Linked DNA regions of Mus musculus: region 2 is linked to region 1. A link is a contact called in public HiChIP or PLAC-seq data. All regions are on one chromosome and are shown on one strand. The core of a region is the stretch at or near the end of the contact, and the rest is flanking DNA. Distances in the headings are between cores, read along the strand shown. Region 1 overlaps Glud1 (glutamate dehydrogenase 1). Region 2 overlaps Ldb3 (LIM domain binding 3).

What was found. HiChIP or PLAC-seq counts read pairs in DNA pulled down with a chosen protein or histone mark.
Region 2: an H3K4me3 HiChIP or PLAC-seq map of embryonic forebrain shows a contact between it and region 1, with 4 times the contacts expected there. The contact joins two enhancer-like sites. A contact is called at or near these places in 4 of 115 datasets of contacts at active chromatin or transcription factors (embryonic basal ganglia, embryonic forebrain, neural tube and 1 more) and 3 of 9 other capture datasets (adipose tissue, liver and pancreatic islet).

The regions. Positions count from the first base shown.
Region 1 is chr14:34,328,647-34,334,794 of GRCm38.p6, reverse strand. It overlaps Glud1 (glutamate dehydrogenase 1), which reads right to left. Exons shown (of 13, transcript NM_008133.4): 5 at 5,412-5,506; 6 at 504-683. Among named protein-coding and RNA genes, the nearest start is that of Glud1, 21 kb to the right of the region's middle. Within about 2 kb of position 2,739, at least 32 of the 459 cell types and tissues checked have an H3K27ac peak or open chromatin away from gene starts, as enhancers often do. A contact at or near this core is called in embryonic forebrain and stem cell-derived neural progenitor cells, where this site is marked.
Region 2 is chr14:34,546,713-34,552,011 of GRCm38.p6, reverse strand. All of the region lies in intron 10 of Ldb3 (LIM domain binding 3), which reads left to right. Among named protein-coding and RNA genes, the nearest start is that of 9230112D13Rik, 27 kb to the right of the region's middle. Within about 2 kb of position 3,226, at least 292 of the 459 cell types and tissues checked have an H3K27ac peak or open chromatin away from gene starts, as enhancers often do. A contact at or near this core is called in embryonic forebrain and stem cell-derived neural progenitor cells, where this site is marked.

The DNA of each region.
Region 1 (6,148 bases), core at 1,490-3,989:
GCTAACAAGAGACAGATTTAGACCAATGTGAGAATATTTCTGCATGCTTACTACTGCTTTATAGTTGAAGCCTTTTCCCCTTCTGAATGCAGTTTTATGCTTTAATGAGGACCAAAAGAAGTTGGTGACAGTCACGTTATTATCTAATATTAAGACACATTAAATTGGGTCTAATTCTATAAATCATATCAAAGTTAAGGGGAAAAAAACTTCACTTTGAAAACAACCATTCTAAAAATGTAATGAATTCTCAAAGAGTCCAATGTTAGTGCTATTAACTGAAAAATCTTTAAAACTGTAATGCATATCAGTTATTGTGAAACAAAGCCTGGGGCTGGTGAGACGGACGAGCAGAGAAAAGCACTGCGCCGAGCCCAGGCCTGAGCTGACTCTTTGGGATTTACATGGTGCAAGGCCTGACCTGTTCTGATCTCCCCACCCTGCAGCATGTGTCCTCTCACATAAATAAATGTACACAGCAGACAGAGTCAAAGCTGTTTTACCTGAACAACAAATGTCTTATCGCCAAAGCCTGGTGTCATTCCTAAAATGCTCATGTAAGAAGCCTCATTGATGAAGTTTTCAATTCCATGGAAGACACCCCGGCCAGTAGCGGAGATGCGCCCGTGGATGCCTCCTTGACTGATGGGTTTCCCAGTAACACAGGCATGCGCATTGATATCCTGTAAGAGAGGGCTAGAGATGTAGCTCACAAGTAGAGTGCTCGTTTTCCTGAGCAAGGCTTGAGGTTCAACCCTGGTGCCATGTTAAAAAAAAAAATCCTGTGAGAGTAAAGAATCACCATTTAAAGGAAGGACTGAGGTCTCTTCTGGGACAGGTCACTGACCTTAGCTGTGACCCGAGTCTCAGCCTTCTGAGTGCTGGGACTACAGGCACGTGCCACCACAGCCAACGCAACCACAGCCAACGCAAAGCTCTGTTTCTATGATCAAGCCAATACAACAGCACATTCTTGCTAACTAAGCATATTTTTAATTAAGAGTGTGTGCATGTTGGTGTTGTGGCACTGCCTGTAACCCAGCGTTTGCTGAGGCAGAAGTTCAAGTTCAAGGATGCTCTGGTTATATAGTAAGACTATTTCAAAACACAAAATCCACAAGACTGTACAAATCTCTGAGTATGTGTGAGTTATGTTATTCAGTGTTAAGCATAACTAACAATACCATAAGCATAGATGTAATTCAGCTAGAAGCTATTACTCCTGTACTGAAAACCTAAGCCATACGAAGTTAGGGTGCACATTCCACTCGTAAGCACCTTAAGATTATCAATACAAAAAACAAAACCCACAAAATGCAGAACCAAAAGAGGAGAGGTAATTTTCTTGGATGGAAAGATGCTGTATTGTATTCTGCAAAACTCATTTTGAACTTTAACACATCATTAAAAAAAAAAAAAAAAGACTGGGATTGGTAACACACACCTATAATCTTAGCACTTGGGTTAAAAGCAGAAGCAGAAGAATCTTCAAATTCAAGACCAGCCTGCTCTACAAAGTGCGCTCCAGGAGGGCCAGGGCTACGCAGTAAAATCTTGCTCACTCAAAGAAAGAAAGAAAGAAAGAAAGACCCTCGGGCTGGAGAGATGGCTCAGCATTAAGAGCATTAACTGCTCTTCCACAGGTCCTGAGTTCAATTCCCAGCACCCACATGGCAGCTCACAACCATCTGTAATGAGATCTGACACCCTCTTCTCGTGTATCTGAAGAGAGCAACAGTATACTACTCACATACATGGAATAAATAAATCTTTTTTTTTCTTTCTTCGAGACAGGGTTTCTCTGTATAGCCCTGGCTGTCCTGGAACTCACTCTGTAGACCAGGCTATCCTTGAAGTCAGAAATCCTCCTGCCTCTGCCTCCCAAGTGCTGGGATTAAAGGCATGCGCCACTACTGCCCGCAGGAATAAATAGAACTGCAGAGTGGATGGAGGGGTGATTTCAATCTCACCGCCTGCCTTTTTACCATCTTTCAATTAAGGCTATGCACGTCTTTTTGCTTACAAAGAGGCATGGTTAGAAAAAGCAGGGTCCCTGGCACCCAGGCAAAGGGCTCACTTGGACAAGCCCTTGCTGTGTAAGCATGAGTGCCCCTGGGCTTGCTGGCTGGCCAGTGTAGCCACAGCACCGAGCTCCAGCTTCAGCAAGCTCCTGCCTTAGAAGTAAGGAGGACAGCAGCTGCAGAGGACAGTGCCGACCTTGGGTCACACACACACATACACACACAAAAGCGGAAAAAAGGGCTTGGGAGCACACTATAAACACAGCAAGCAGATCTCTGTGAAACAGACACATCACTGAACAGAAGAAATGAGAGGAAGTATGCTCATACCTAAAAATCCAACAGAAGATGAACGATAATGTTAAACCAGTGACAAAATATGTCTGCTAAGTGAATTAAGTTGTCCACTGCAATAAAGTGATCAACTTCATATTACACCCTACCCAGAAGTCACCTGGTTTTTATTCCTATTATTTAACATGAATTTACATTTTTTACAGAGAGAACTTGGAATTGTATTAGTTATATACTTACCAACAAAAGGAATGAAAGCCCGTTTGAAAATTAGGCAATCTAGTAAAAGCCCTTAGTAGTTTTCCCACAGTTCTCTTTCATGAATAATTAACACCATCAACACAAAATTGCAAAGTTGGTGCCAAATGGTTCTAAATTGTGGAAATGCAAATGCTGGCTGGGGCTGAAGGAAATACTGTGTGAGGTCAGGCCTGGCGCCAACCAACTGCCTCCCTAGCATACCTAATGGAGGTATGGGATCATATCCCCAACACTATATTGCCAGTATGGTTAGATGACCAGCAGAACTCGGTTAGATGAGCTAACTTCTTTTAACCTTGGTTTGAGTCTTTGGATTTCCTATCAGTTAAGGACAGAAGAGCTTTAACCAGCTCCATCCAAGGTTTCTTTGGCAGAGCCTCATAAAACTTCATGCTGCCACAACTGTGTAGGAATGAAGAGTAACAACGCACTGCCTACCAGCTTGCAGTGGTCAGCACAGAGCCCAGTTCAAGAGCAAGAGCTCAGCTAGTGCTTTCTCAGCATTAAAAGGTGGTACAAAGTCAGATGTGACAGTGAAGGTCAAACTCAGCTCTTTGGGAGCCTGAAGCAGGATAGCTCTAAGTCTCTGCCTACACTGGCTATATAGCAAAATTTTGTTTCATTAAAAAAAAGCTATGGGCTGGTGAGATGGCTCAGTGGGTTAGAGCACCCGACTGCTCTTCCGAAGGTCCAGAGTTCAAATCCCAGCAACCACATGGTGGCTCACAACCATCCGTAACGAGATCTGACTCCCTCTTCTGGAGTGTCTGAAGACAGCTACAATGTACTTACATATAATAAATAAATAAATCTAAAAAAATAAAAAAAATAAAAAAAGCTATGAGAGTGGCAGGCCACACCTAACACTGCTGCATCTCACTTCAGACAGAAGACCTTTTTTTGGTACTTAATAAGGGCTGTGGATTGTTCTCAGTACATTATTCTATTTATTCCTTCCTTCTTTCCTTCATCCTAACAGTCTTGGGAAGAAGATATTGTTATCTTACATATGAGGAAGCTAAGACAGAGACTCAAAGCTGGTGGGCGAGAGAGCAGGACTGCCCGTGGTCCAAGCCAGTGTGTAGCACCGCTCAGGAAACGTGCCTCTCCTCCAAAGCCTAGCTTCCCAGTAGGGCCCTGGAAAGACCCCCCCACCCCCATTGACTACCCAGCCTCTTACTCCCTGGAAGGACTGTATTTCTCCTACACGGCCTGCCTTGCACACCAATGATTCTGTGGCGCATATCCAGCTAACTAACAGCCAAACAAGACTCTTCTTCCAGGCAGCAGATACCGTTCAGCCTGTCTCCCTTTGCTTCTCTTCAATGGTACTCTTTTTAGCCGGAGGCTTTACTTCATGTCCCATTCCCTCTTTCACACGCCTGCTGTTTGGGATCCTCTATCTAGCCCTGACCAATTCCATCTCCGCTATACACAGTGAAACACACTCATTATAAGCTTCTCATGGCTTCTCCATCTTTCAGGACAAAGCTTGATGTCTTGGCTGTCCTTAACAGACAGTGACCTGGCAGGAGTTCTTTAGTCTTTTGTCCCACCCTCCTCTCCTAATGACTGTGTAACACTGACCCCCCTGCGTTTCAAGCTCACTGTTTTCTGTACTTTAGGACTTTCTAGTACTTCTTTTTGCCTCCCTCCCTCCCTCTTCTCCCCAACAGCAGTCTTTCAGGGCTCAGACCATATTCCAATGGTCCTGGGCAGGCACTGCTTTCCTTTTCTATAGTTTTGAAACAGCTTCCACATTTATGCCATTTGTAGTGTGCACCTGATTTCTACTTAGTGTAAATGAAGTTTCCTGAGACAGGGTCTCTCTCTATAGTCCTGGCTGTCTTAGAACTCTGTAGACTGGGCTGGCCTTGAACTCAAGTCCCATCTCCCTCTGCCTCCAGAGTGCTGGGATTAAAGGTGGGCACCACCATGGACCCCCAAATCCCTTTCTAACCCATTCACCCAACTTTATGTTGTGTTCTCTCTCTCTTTCCTCTCAAAAAATAAATAAGCTGGGAACGCCTTTAATCCCAGCACTCAGGAGGCAGAGGCAGGCAGATCTCTGTGATTTTGAGGCCAGTCTGGTCTACAGAGCTAGTTCCAGGACAGCCAGGGCTGTGCAGAGAAACCTTGTCTGGAGGAGGGAAGGGAGAATAGCCATCGATTCCCTTTCTTAGTTTATGGACATGGTTCCCCAAGGTTCCACAGCTCTCAGAAATGAAGCTGTTCTCCACACCCTGGGTTCCTGCACTGTGAAGATGGGGCTGGTGTCACACAAACAGCTACTCTTCCTGCAGGATTTGTCATAGCAGTCTCTTCACTTCACTAGGACCTGACATCTGTGTGTTCACTTACCTCTCTTCCGTCACCTTTACACATGCATGTCTTACCTGTAATCTCAGCTGTTCTCTTCCTCTTAGCCCCCAAAGCTCCAGATGTTGACATTCAACCAGATTTTACAGGTCCAGCCCAAATATCCCTTCAAAAAGGCCTTCTTTAAGAACTCAGAAGTCTATCTTTATGTTACACCATTTCCATACCTTAGCTCACATGTCTTAGCTCCTCTTTCAGTGAAAGCACTTTTGAGGCGAAGGCAGAACTGAATGTACAATCTATTGCCCTAACAAGCGAGCTGATGCTAAGGGTCTGAGCAAAACCCAGTTCATGCTCACCATGCTTACCGTCAGAACAGAGGGGGCAAGTAATACGCATACCAAATGTATATAAAGGGAGATGAACCCAGCGATTACCAACTTCTCATTAAGTCAGATGACTCATTACTTCTGTGGACAGCAATGCAGGAAGCCTTGGGTTTCAGTGGATACTCACATAGTGCCCTATGGTGCTGGCATAGGTGTCAGCGATCCAGGACATCTCCCGCTCACCCGTGCTCATGTCTGGGGCAGGCACATCAATGCCAGGACCTGGGAGCACAGGGAAAGGGCAGTGTGCTAGTTTTTAAGATAAACTTATCCCAAACATAAAGATGCTTGCAATTCTCTAAGAGAACAATGTCACTGTCGCTAGAAAACTTTATATTTCATTTTGGTATAACAAACTGAAGTTATAAAAATATTCATTAAATGTCTCTTTTCTATGAAACTTGTACACACAATGTTATGTCACTACTTCTTCTGTTAGAATTTACTCAGCTGTATCTGGAAGTTACTACAGACAATAGATTCAAGTTACTCCTTGGCCTTCAGGGTATGATGCCAGCAAAAGTTTGACCTCTCAGACTTCAGTGTCCTGAACTGTAATCAGAGATAATGTATCATTTGAGCACTATAACAGGACCATCCTGGTCACTGATAGACAGGCAGGAAGAGTTAGCTCCCTGTTGGCTGAGGTCTTCTCACTAAGTAGGAAGGGATGAGGAGGTGACACTGCTGAAGCAGGTGTGGCACTTTCCCTCATGGAGCACTTCTGACTATTAGCCAGTGCCCGTCAGGTGCAGCATTTAGTTCTCCAGAGCACAGCAAACTACAAAGCAAGGCTGAGAATAACAATGGCTCCTGAGTAATAATGGTAACTGTGTTGCTTCTAACACCGCTGGGTATGGTGAA
Region 2 (5,299 bases), core at 1,977-4,476, 220 kb before region 1:
AGGGATGGAACTACTTAGCTCTTAGGAAACAGATAGTCCTAGCTGGACGTTTCCAGACCGAGTTGAGAGAAAAGACGATGGGGGTTGCGGGGACAGAAAGAGTAAAAAGCTGTTTCTCTAAGAATCTGGGATGGCCTCAAACTAGAGGACAAGAAACTATAACAACAAAAAAAAATGCCCCAGGCTTTAGGCCAGCTTACTGTGTCACTTTGTCCTTTTGGGAAAGCTGCTCAACCAGTCTAGTATATGGCCTGCTCAGGTGACAGGGGATAACTGGGGCGCATGGACACACATAGCAGTAGAGTGGACCCAAGGCAGAGCTCACTGGTTGTGGTTGTGTCTCTATGGCCCCTGCCCCATCGGTGCTGAGTTTCATCCTGGGATGGGAGGTAGCTTTTTGTTTCCTAAGTTTCTAGGCAAGGTTGGATTTCTTCCTCAGAGCCCAAGGTAGTTCTTGGGCTTCCTGCCAGCCATTGTGCCAAGAATCTCAGGGCTCTCTAGCAGGTCTTTTCCCAGTTAGAGGAAGGTCCTATGTACTACGGCTATGCCCATAGGAAGGCCCTTGACAGCCAAGCCCCGAGTCTACTCACAGTCTTTCTTCCTGTTGCGTTCTGACCCTGAACTTTAGGAGGGCAGGGCTGTGGCAGACTTTCTCCTTTGTATGTGCCTGACTTGAACTTGCCATGAGGATACATTCAACCAATAAAGAAATGGGATAGATAGATGGAGGTGTTAACCTGGTGGTAGAGTGTATGCCTAGTATGGGTGAGGCCTCTGGGCTCAATCCCTAGCATCACACACACACACACACACACACACACCCGAGGCAGGAGGGTAATCATAGAGTAACAGGAAGAGGTCATGAGCTTACACTCTATACTCCGGCAGCTGTGCACACACAGGGAGTGAGCCTTAAGTATTCCTTTAATTATCCCTTGATAGCCATTCCATAGGTTGATAAAATAGGATTTTAGGTATGTATATACTTTCCAAGTAAACATTATACTTCTGGGGCTGGAGAGATGGCTCAGTGGGTAAGAGCACTGACTGCTCTTCCAGAGGTCCTTAGTTCAATTGCCAGTAACCACATGGTGGCTCACAACCATCTGTAATGGGATCTGATGCCCTCTTCTGGTGTGTCTGAGGACAGCAACAGTGTATTCATATGCATAAAATAAATAAATCTTTAAAAAAATACACGTCCAGCATGCATATATATGTATATATATATATATATATATATATATATATATTCATCTTGAATTTATAAAAAGCAATGATGATTTTTCATTTACTATTACAATACAAATGTTTTTCTTCACTCAAAACTACTATGGACTATATGGTCTCTCTATATAGTTTGTTTTGCTTTTGAGATGAGATCTCTATGTGGTCCTGACTGTCCGGGAACGCCATATGTAGATCAGGCTCTGTCTCCCCAATGCTGGGATTAAAGGCATGTGCCACTATGCTCTGCTTTACACATAAAATCTTAATAGACTTTGTGTGTGTGTGTTTGTTGGCAGGGTAGCTCAGGTAGACCAGGCTGATTGTTGATCCTCCTTCCTGGACCTCCCAAGTCCTGGGATTATACGCATGTGCCACCACACCCAGTTTTTAATAGACTTTTTAAAGATCAGTTTTCAGTTCATAGCAAAATCGAATGAAAGGTGTCATTTCCCAAATACCCTATGACCTCACCCCATGAACACACACACACACACACACACTTTTCCAATGCACAAACCATTTGTGGTAAAACGAGGAAGGGAATAAGTTACAGGCCTGCTTAGGGAAAAGAGACGGGTTATTTTAAGGGAGAAGGAAGGGGGCTTGTGTCCTACAAGTGTGAACTGGCCAAGTAGACTTGGGATAAAGAATAACACAAAGTCTAGGCTCCAGAACACATCCTGATAAGGCATTGATGAGACCCAAGGAAGCTTTTCTCTTGAGGCTTTCCTGACTAGAGCGACAGAATCAGTCCCCTGCTTTATGAAGCTCACCGACAACAGAACTGAGTATGGACAGGAAACATTTTAGCATGGGTGGGACACCCAGCCTGCTGTAAGGAATAAGCAAACTACCTCATCTCTCAGACCTGAATTTTCTCATTTGAGTAAGATAGGATTTCTATAACCTCTTGTTATATCTGCAGAGATAAAATAATATCTGTAGTCTGATGCCATCTCTTGCACTTCTGGGCCGAGGAAAGGAAATTCTGAAGTCAGAGCTCCACAGGCTGAGGTGGCATTTTGGAAGGGGAGCGGTACAAATCTCCTACGTAGGAGACAGAATGATCACTCAGTGCGGCCAGGAAACACAGGAAGGCGTTTGCAGAAGCCGGTAGGAGTAGTGTCAGGTGCAGACCTTTCCCAGCAGCACCGCAGGCCCTCCCGGCACCTTTCTTGTCCTGTCCCCGCATGCCCACCAGGGGGCGGCCGGGCCCTCCAGCCGCTTCTCCCGCAGCGGCCTGGGCGGCGGAGACCGGCAGGAGCCAAGGCCTTTCCACGGTTCCCAGACTGTGCAGACGTTAACTCATCCCTGCCTGGAGCAGAGGAGAGGCCTGCCTCCACCCTTCCTTCTCTCCAGGGAGGCTGGGTTGGCAACGGGCTCCGGGGGCGGCTGGTAGGCTGCCAGGCCAGCCGGGGATACGGGCCCGCACCCCGCTCCTCTGCTGGGCTGCGGGGACTTGGGCGCCGCCGAGCACGAGCAGCCCGCTCGCGGCCAGTCCCCGGCCGCAGCTTCCGGGGGGTGGGGGACGGAGGCAGGGCGGGGTTCGAGCCGGCATCTTATCTCTGGCGCCTGGGCTGGGCATCCGTTTCCCCAGAACACCTGGGGCCAGTGGGCGGAGGACACCTTGGTCCCCGGGATGGCCACGTCGGCCTGCGGGCCGGGCGGCGACCCGGGCGCTTGCCGGCGACTTAGCCCGGGCTAAGTGACTCAGATCACCTTGTTGTTTAATTACACAGTCCCGGGGCCGCCAAGTGCGATAGGAGCCCTTTGAACGTGCCAATTAGAGATGAAATATCACCTTCTAATTCGAACCGGCTTAATTCCGTCACGTAGAAATAGCAACAGCCCGGGGCTCGGAGATGGGATATCAGGTTTCTTACGGCATTTGGAGCGTAGAGGGGCGAAGCAGGCAGGAGCTGAGAGGAGAGGGGACCGTGCTCCCCGCATGTCCTCTCCCTTCTCCTTCCCCCTCCCCAGGGATCTGCCCGGGCGAACCGCCCGGAAGAGAAAGTCCTCCTCCTGTTTGTAGCCCCAGCGGGTAGGAGGTAGGAACCTGGTCCAGGATTCCAGCCTTCCTCTCTGGGGCCTTGAGTAGGGGTTTGGAAAACGAAGGCGGTTCAGGAAAGCCTCGGATAGGAGGAAGAGAATGTCTGCCCTACCGAAGGAGCGGTTGGAGAGGGAGGCAAGGTGGGCGAGGGCGGGGTTTACTTGGAAGGAGCATGCTGGAGCCTGGTTCTGCATTCGGAGTGGTTTAGAGGAGCTGATTAGGGTGCGTTTCAGATAGGAAGCTTGCAAGCTGGCTGACCTCGAGTAGCCACTTAAGCTCTCCAGGTTGTCTGTAAAGTTGACTCGCAAGTACTCTGCCTCTTGCTATTACACAAACTCCTGTGCAACACTGTGAAAGCCAGTAGCTCTTGGCAGCCACTGTTGCAAAGAACCATCCGAGAGGCAGACACTTTTAGGAAAAAAAAAAGGCAGGTAAAATTGATTTAAATACATTTTTATTTAGCTCAGCATATGAAAATTTCTGAGTTTTTTGTGTTCTTTATTCAGGGTTTCTCAACTTGCTCTGTAGATCAGGTCTCTAGAGCTGGGATTAAAGGTGTGCACCACTGCACCTGACCTTTTAAAAAATATTTTATTTTATTGTGTGTACATTGGTGTTTTGCCTTTACGTGAGGGCGTCAGATCCCCTGGAATTGGAGTTACAGACAGTTGTAAGCTGCCACGAGGGGGTTGGGAATTGAACCTGGATCCCAGCTTGTGCTCTTAGCCACTGAGCCATCTCTCCAAAGCCATCTTTTCAGCCTCAAATGCGTGTGTGTGTGTGTGTGTGTGTGTGTGTGTGTGTGTGTGTGTGTGTACACTAGAACGCAGGTGCCTACATAGGCCAGAAGAAGGTGTGGAATCCATTGAAGCTTAAGTTTAAGGCAGTTATAAGCCATGAGACATGAGTGTTGGCAATCCAATTCCAGTCTTTTACTAGTACATGCTCTTAACCACTGGGACGTTTTTCCAGACACAGCTCAGTATATTAAAAATGGTTCAGAGCTGGACTCTATTCAGATGCATGCTAGCTATTTCAGAAGCTGAGAAATAAGGTCACTTGAGGCTAGCTGGGTAACACGTAGAGACCCGGCTCAACACACAAACAAGGGGCTGAAGAGGCAGACCCGTGGTTAAGAGCACTAGCTACTCTTCCACAGGACCCACAGCCAACTTACTCCAGTCCCAGAGAATCCAACACGCTTTTGGCTTCCCCTAGGTACTAGGCATGCATGAGGTACACAGACATACATGCAGGCAAACATCTGCACACATTAAATTTAAAAATAAATAAACAGCTTTAACATACAATCAATATAAGATAATTATTACTAAGATACTTTATATTCTTTTATTAAGTCTTCAGATTTTTAAACTGAATAGCACATCTCAATTTAGACTAACTGCCTTTCAGGTGCTTAGTACATAAGGCCATGGCTTGACGATCACACGGCTTTCATTCCTAATTCCTTTTAGAGCTAGGTGTGGAGGCACATGTCTGTAATCCCGCACTCAAGAGGCTGAGATACCAGGATCTCTGAATTGTTGAGGCCAACCTGGAATACAGAGTGAGTTCCAGACTAGCCTGGGCTATATGTCAAAAAACAAACAGCTTGGCTGGGCCTTTGATCTCAGCACTTGAGAGGCAAAGCCAAGCAGAACTCTGGGTTCCAGAATAGCATGATCAACAGAGTGAGTTCCAGGGACAGCCAGAGAAACCCTGTTTCCAAAAAAAAAAAAAAAAAGACCAGCACAGAGGATTGTGGCTTGTAAAACAAGAAGGAAACAAAGGATAGAAGAAATGAAATGAAAAGCAAAGAGAGAAAGACACAGCTTACACAGACTTATACAGAACCCTAAATCTTACAACAGAGGGATGAAGCTGCTTTGAAGTTCTGTGGGATCACCTCTCCCCACTCTCCTCTAACAGTACCCCTAAAGTCACCTTGTCCCTAGCATGTTGGGACTCTCTGGACAGTGGGAAGCCATGTAAGAATGTTGAGGTGGGTGAAAACACCCT